2 separate regions of the Callithrix jacchus genome follow, and region 2 is linked to region 1. Evidence: chromatin contacts called from public Hi-C data. All regions are on one chromosome and are shown on one strand. Each heading gives the region's core, a stretch centred on a gene start, on an enhancer-like site or on the middle of the called end of the contact. The rest is flanking DNA. Distances are from core to core; before and after follow the strand shown. Region 1 overlaps LOC144580339 (a long non-coding RNA gene). Region 2 has its middle 19 kb from the start of TARBP1.

Region 1 (3,650 bases), core at 584-3,083:
GATTCATGAATCTGAAAACGAGTTCATGAATCAGAGCAGGGTGGGGAGGGGGGCTGGGCGGAGGCAAGGGAACATTTGTGCAGTCGGCAAACCTCGATTCCTTTCATGAACCCAGCCGAGAGTTGCATAACGCCGGCCTGCCTGCTAGTTTAAACCAGTCTTTTCGGAAGCAGCTTTCAGCTTGACTTATTCACCTATTTTCCTTCTGGAAAGGGAAAGAATGACACTGGGTACTGATTGTGTGTGTCTCAGGGGATTTTTTTTTGCTCTTTGTGTGTGAAGCTGTAGGTGCTTCCTGGACAAGGACATGTGTCCATGTCTGTGTGCATGCATGTGTAATGTTCTTTATGTGCACATCCTGTGTGTGTGTGTGTGTGTGTGCATGCATGTGTAATGTTCTTTATGTGCACATCCTGTGTGTGTGTGTGTGTGCATGCATGTGTAATGTTCTTTATGTGCACATCCTGTGTGTGTGTGTGTGTGTGTGTGTGCATGAGCAAGTAACGTGTGACCGGCCTCGGGCCCTTTAAACCTGAACGGGAGCCAAGTTCATTTCTCAGCGGAGTTTCATAAGGAAGCATGAGCTGGGGCAGTTGGAAACCACATCCCTGTGAGTGCTGATTACAGTCTACTAAGGAAAATGAGATTTTTATCTCACAGGAATTCAGTTATAAAAATAAAATACAGCGTCTGGCTTGATTCAGCTAAATGTACAAGCACTGGGGTGTTTTTAATTTAACAGAGAAGCTGGACAAGAAGAATGACCTAAAACATTGCATTTAAAGAAAGTCAGAGGCAAGGGGGAGGCCACAGGAAGTGAGTGGGAGTAGAGGTGTGTGTGTGTGTGTGTGTGTGTGTGTGTGTGTCTGTGTGTGTGTCTGTGTGTGTGAGAGAGAGAGAGAGAGAGAGAGAGAGAGAGAGAGAAACCGAGGAGAGGGAGGAAGGGAGGGAGGAAGGGAAGAGGGAGGTGGAGAGAGAGAAAAACCACCCTGCTGGCAAATGAATGCAGCAGGGATGATGTCATTGGAACAGTTGGAGGAGAGAGGAGAAAAACAACTCGGAGCTGTGCTAATCCTGTTTGCTGCCCTGAAGGGAATGGAAGGCGGCCAAGGCAGGGAGTTCTGGGAAACCATATAAGGATGCCAAACAAGCATTGCCGCCAACATTAGGAACTGACAGCTTTGTTCTTTGTAACTTGGCTGCCCGCCAGAGGCCTCATTTCAGCTCTGCGGCATGATTACCCTGGACAGCCGCCAGCCCCGCGCTGAGAGCTCCTTTTCTTCTCTCCGAGCTTTTTTTTTTTCCTCTTTCCCTCTGCCAAACATGCAGCAGTTACCATGGCAGTGGAAAGTAAAGTTTAAAAAAAACACAACAAAGTAGAGAGGCACGCCTTTATCCAGATGTGCCACATGAGCAGATAGAAAAGGCAGTTCACCTATTCATCGGGGCCTTTGACTGCAGAAGAAAACACTGGGGCACTGGCTGTCAAGTTCGGGAGGGAGGTGACTCCAGGATAAACAGAGCAGTGAGCAGCCCTGGCTGCAGACAGAGAGGGGCTGGCTCCCAGGCCTTGTTTTCCTTCTCCCTCTCTCCCTTCCTGAGGCATTGTGGAGTGCGTAATGTGAAACGGAAAATGTCATGATTTCCACTGGGAATGTGTCCACGGTTTTGAGAAAGCTCCAGAAACTCAGGTCCATAAAGCATTGAGGGGAGGAGGAAGGGAGGGCAGGGAAAGGGCGGTTACAGTGACCTCTGGTCACCAAGGTGAACCCAGTGAGCAGGAGCCAGCCCGTGGCCATGGCCAAAGCCTCTGCCTGCTGCTGGAGCCCGGCCAGGCCGTCGCCCTCGGGTTGCAGGCTGTGCAGGGGTCCCGGGTCCCACAGAGCCCTGGGACCCGAGGGACAGGGATGTTCCCTTTTCCCCTCCGAGGTACAGCCAGTGGTCTGGCTTTACAGGGGGACTCTGTGAAGAGTCCAGTTCCCTATTTTTAATCGGGTTCGTTTTCCACCTGCTTAGAAAGTGGAACATCTCCTGGGAGGTGACAAATCGTGATCAAAGGCAAGGCTCCGGGCAGAGTTGCAGGTTTCCGAAGCAAAGGTTACTTAGAAGTGGAGCCTGCACTGCCAGCTGCGCCCCGCTGCAAAATCTGACACTCCTCACCCTCAGGGTTCAGCCAAATTCTCGGAAAGGTCTCTTCTGATTCTAGAAGGTGCTACAGCAGGAGCTGACTCCGCCATTTCCTGGCCTCTTTAGTTGGAAGACAACAGAAAGGCGGAAGCAGGGACTGCTATCGTGAGGCCCATGGCAGCCTCCCTGTAAAACAACTTGGCACACTGTCACCTTCAGATGGACCACAGCTGGCCCTCTGAAGAGCCCTCCTTTGCCTTTCCAGAGTGTGCACAGTTGTGTCCCGTGTCCAGGGAGGGGACAGAGCCACCAGGAGGGTCAAGGTCGTGGAGGAAAACACTGGCAAATGGGAGATGAACCCAGAAGTCCCTCCTCTTCCTCCCTACTTTGATTATAGGCCTTGGCTGCCTTGCTCGGGCATTCCCAGCTCAGAGTTGGGTCTGCACTAAGTTAAACCAAACAGGACCCTATTGGGGTGGGGGCGAGCGGACTTGATTGACCTCCTCTGGGGAGGTTGCAAAGCAGACCCGTTCCCGCCCTCCCTGACTGGAATGAATGTCCAGGACTTCCCCGGGCCCCACACACCCTGGCTGACATCTGTGCTGAGGACATGGCCGAGGAGAACTGGAAGAAGGAGAGGAGGGGAGAATCGTGCACCAGTTCCCATGCAAATAGGACCCACAGGCTTAGGGTCCCCAGAGGATGGCAGAGCCAGGGGAGACTGGAAGCTGGGGGCCAGACAGGGGCACACTTTTGCCTCAGGTTGGGGAGACAGTGCAGATAGAAACTTGTGGCTTGGCAGAACTGATCTAAAGACGAACTTCAGTTTCTTAAGAAGAGGCTCCTGTTTGGAAGCAGAACCTGACGTGGCTATTGTCTCCTTTCCTTAACCTGCGACTCAAAACGAAGGGCAAGGGGATCCCTCACCTCAGACACAGGAGCAGCCTCTTAGAGTGTGCTAAAGCAGCTACCCAGAGTGAGAGAGCTGATGCCCGGGTCAGGGCCTGATGAAGCCACAGCCTTGTCCTTCATTCCCAGCTCCTGGTGACTTTCTAGAAACAATACTGAGTTCGGCGCTTGGTGCCTCTGTGACACAGCGTGTCTGAGCCTAACCCCCAGTTCCCCTTTGCTCAGCTTGTCTTTCCCAGGTACTGCCTGGAAAACCAGCCTCTGGCGGAGATGTCTGGGCCTGCCCTTCCCACCTCGACAAGGGTGGAAATCTGACTCTCTGGGCCTTGTTTTCAGAGTTCCAGTGTTCTCTCTCATAGTCTGTAAGTGGAGAAGGGCAAGCTGAAGAAGGAACAGGCTGTTTTCTCCGGGGGAAGTCGGGCAGCTCGTTTACTGCTCCCAGCTTTGCTGAGTGGTGGGTTCATCTAGCCCTGAGGACATGAATTTGGTTCCCCCAAAAGCTCCCTGAATTCGATGGAATACTTACAAGACTGTGGAAAACCCATTACCCTCCCTCACACATGAATGCTGCTCTCCTTTTAGGCTTGTCAGGCAGACTGAAGAGGCGGATCCTA
Region 2 (3,650 bases), core at 537-3,036, 230 kb before region 1:
ACCCAATATGTCTGGTGTCCTTATAAAGAGATAGGACTGAGTGCAGTGGCTCATTCCTATAATCCCAGCACTTTGGGAGGCTGAGGCAGAAGGATCACTTGAGCTCACGTGTTTGAGACCAGCCTGGGCAACATAGTGGTACCCACCCTCCACCTCCATCTCTACCAAAGAAGAAGAAAAGAAGGAGGAGGAGGAGGAGGAGGAGGAGGAGGAGGAGGAGGAGGAGGAGGAGGAGGGGAGGAGGAGGAGGAGGAGGAGGGGAGGAGGAGGAGGAGGAGGAGGGGAGGAGGAGGAGGAGGAGGAGGAGAAGGAAGAAATAATGAAGAAAAAGAGAAGGCAACTAGGACACAGATAGACACGGGGGAGATCATGTGGCGGCACAGAGAGAAGATGACCATTTCTAAGCCAAGGGGAAGAACCTCAGAACCTCAGAAGGAACCAGCCCTGCCAACCCGCTGGTCTTGGAGCTTCAGCCTCCGCAACTGTGAGGCAATATGATAGCCCCAGCAAACAAATACAGGTGTCTTTCAGTTTTAAAAAGATAGCTACATAATCATGGGTCAAGTGAACAGGGCACTCTTTTTCCTTAAAATTGTATTATTAAATGCAGTATTTGCAGGATGCTCTCCAAAGGTGGAGACAGGAGGAAGGTTTTGATGCCAAAACCTTCTAAAGTTTAGAAACTATAGCGAACTCTAGTTCCTTCTTAGAGATCCACTACATTCTCAGCATGTTTAATGCTCCTGAGATAGCCTGCGATCATGTCCCTTTGACCTTGGCATAACCCCGACTTTCCCAAACTTTGAATGCCATGCAGTGGTGTGATCTCAGTTCACCAGGAGCCTCCGCCTCCTGGGTTCAAGCGATTCTCCTGCCTCAGCCTCCCCAGTAGCTGGGACTACAGGTGCGTGCCACCACACCCGGCTGATTTTAATCTTTTATTTTGATTTTTTGTATTTTTAATAGATACGGGGTTTCACTGTGTTAGCCAGGATGGTCTCGATCTCCTGACCTCGTAATCCGCCCGCCTCGACCTCCCAAAGTGCTGGGATTACAGGCGTGAGCCACTGCACCCGGCCCGAATGCCTTTTCAAAAAGAGATACAATTCTACTTAACAAAACCACCATTCTTGGAACACACTTTGGAAACACTAGCAGGAACAAAATAGGAGGCAAATATTCTAAGGATGTAAAGATGCCTGTGGAATCACCCTTGAGAACCATGGGATTCAGAAGCCTGGAAGGGAATATACACGCGCTGCAGGTAGGGGCAAGGGGAAGACGCCTGCTGCAGGTAGGGGCAAGGGGTCACGACGTGGAAAGCAGGCACAGAGGGGCCAGACTGTGCAGAGCCCAGTGCTCATGTTGCTGTGTCATGGAAAGGCTGGCACTGAAGGAAGGATCAGTGCCTCCTCCTCAAAGGGGAACCTGAGGCTTTGAGTATCCATTTGTAGAATAAGGAATGGAATTCGGAGCATCTGGCCCTTGTTGTCTTCCTTTGGGGGCCCTGGTGATCCCTGCCAACAGAACTTAGACGCCCACAATGGTTTCCTCCTGTGCAGCCTCTGTCAATGGGGTGAAGCCCGGATGGTGCGCCCAATGTCAGCCCGAAGCCACCAGATGGCGCGCGGAACCCGCAAAGCACCTGCGCCCGCCTCGCGTTTGTCCCCGCACTGGCCCCAGGCCTTGGGAAATGTGGCCCTGCGTCTCCCCAGCCTTTTTACACTTCAGGAAGCTCCTCTTTAGAGAAGCATGTGAAACACCCCCTTGCACAGCTGTGCTCCTCCTGCCCTTTCCCTGCTGGGGACACATCGGCAGCCCTTCCTGGTCTGAAGAGTTTCCAAGCCCGGGAATCTCTCGCACATTTGTTCTGCTGGAACTCGAAGCAGGAAGCACTGAGCTTCCATTTTGTAACCCGCAATCCCAGCGAAGTACAATCGTTAGGTAAAAAACATCTCAAGGATTGTTTATGAGGGCAACCGCATTTCTGGCGTGAAAACAAGCCCTGCAAACATCCTGTTCCTCTGCGTTTTGACTGCAAACACAGGGGGTTGCAAGATTTTTTGGTAATCCCAAACTCAGTCCTGAAGAGTTAATGGTGTTACTCATGGCATTGGGGCATGAAAGAAAAACTTGCGTGTTCGGGTGGTTACGGCTTGCCCAGAGCAATGGAATGAGCCATAAGGCTGAAGGCCAAGGGACTCGGACCACCCATGCAGTGAAATAATCCCCCAGAAATGCAGTGCCCCGAGTGGAAATGAAAGTAAAGAGAACAGTCATTCCAGGCATTGGCTAAACGGGACTAAACCTGACTGATCGTCGAGCCTAAAGTTCACGGGACTCCCGAAACTGCAAATCTCAGATTTGGGATGAACTGCTTGGATACCAGGAAATGACAGACATCAGACAGTTGGAACACTGTTCTTAGCCAACTCTGGGTCTTAAACTCTGTTCTCATTTTCAGTTCCAAAAGCAATGAATAATTAATAAGTTAGTTTTTGAATGGAAAGCACATTTCAATGGATGGGTGATACTTTACAAAGGACTTCTGACAGTTACTGTTTATTTCCTTGTTTCTTTCTCTTTTTGAAATAAAACCTGGAAGTTGAGACAGAAGCAATATTCAGATATACAATAGCCTACATATTGGAGCCGTCAGGAACTTGCACGTTAATAAAGAACAGAATCTAATACATACCTTGGCACCTACATATGCCTCTTACTCTGTTCCATGTTATTTCTTTTTTATTTTATTTTATTTTGAGACAGAGTCTTGCTCTGTCACCCAGACTGGAGTGCAAAAGCAAGGTCTCAGCTCACTGCAACCTCTGCCTCCTGGGTTCCAGCGATTCTCCTGCCTTAGCCTCCCGAGTAGCTGGGCTTACAGGCTCCCACCAACATGCCTGGCTAATTTTTGTATTTTTAGTAGAGACGGGGTTTCACCATGTTGGCCAGGATGGTCTTGAACTCCTGACCTCGTGATCTGCCAGCCTTGGACTCCCAAAGTGCTGGGATTACAGATGTGAGCCACTGCGCCCATCCTGTTCCATGTTTTTATGTAAGTAATGTCTCATTTAATCCTCACAGCCCTGGCTTGGTAGTTGGCACTGACCCAGGTTTTCAGATGAGGACCCTAAGCCCCTATGAGGGTAAACAGCTCACCCCAAATCACACAACTAGTAAACTTGAGAACTAGGAGTTGGAACCAGGTAGGTCTGACTTCAAAGCCTCAGTTCCTTTTCCTTTGCCCATGCATTTCACAGACTCATGGGACCTCATGGGGTTAGAAGGGATCTGGGAGGGCATTTAGATGAATGCTCTAAATAATGCATGAATCCCTTTTCCAGCATTCTCTGTAAGTTGAAAGCTAAACAAGTGTGAATGTGCCTGAAATCAAAAGTGGAAGCCTGAAAAGAAGTCAGAGCAAGACTTCAGAATTCAGACAGAGGTCCTAAAATACATGTAATCGATGTTTCTATTTGCTCTAAGAGTGGGACACATGTATATATTTAAGTCTGTGAAAGGACCAACGATGCACCTAAGGAATGAGTCCACACCGTTGTTCTCTTAGCCCAGCTCAAGGGGGAATAGTGGAAGAAAAATGACTAGGAAGAGAAGGCACGTGTTGGTATGAATGGGATGTCTATGAT

What was found. A called contact is a pair of places that touch in the nucleus more often than the background predicts.
Region 2: a Hi-C map of skeletal muscle shows a contact between it and region 1, with 6 times the contacts expected there. The contact joins two enhancer-like sites. A contact is called at or near these places in 2 of 3 Hi-C or Micro-C datasets (induced pluripotent stem cells and skeletal muscle).

Annotation. Positions count from the first base shown.
Region 1 is chr19:50,505,459-50,509,108 of calJac240_pri, reverse strand. The region is part of intron 1 of LOC144580339 (a long non-coding RNA gene); the gene reads left to right. Among named protein-coding and RNA genes, the nearest start is that of IRF2BP2, 120 kb to the left of the region's middle. Within about 2 kb of position 1,833, at least 15 of the 16 cell types and tissues checked have an H3K27ac peak or open chromatin away from gene starts, as enhancers often do. A contact at or near this core is called in skeletal muscle, where this site is marked.
Region 2 is chr19:50,735,572-50,739,221 of calJac240_pri, reverse strand. No RefSeq gene overlaps it. Among named protein-coding and RNA genes, the nearest start is that of TARBP1, 19 kb to the left of the region's middle. Within about 2 kb of position 1,786, at least 10 of the 16 cell types and tissues checked have an H3K27ac peak or open chromatin away from gene starts, as enhancers often do. A contact at or near this core is called in skeletal muscle, where this site is marked.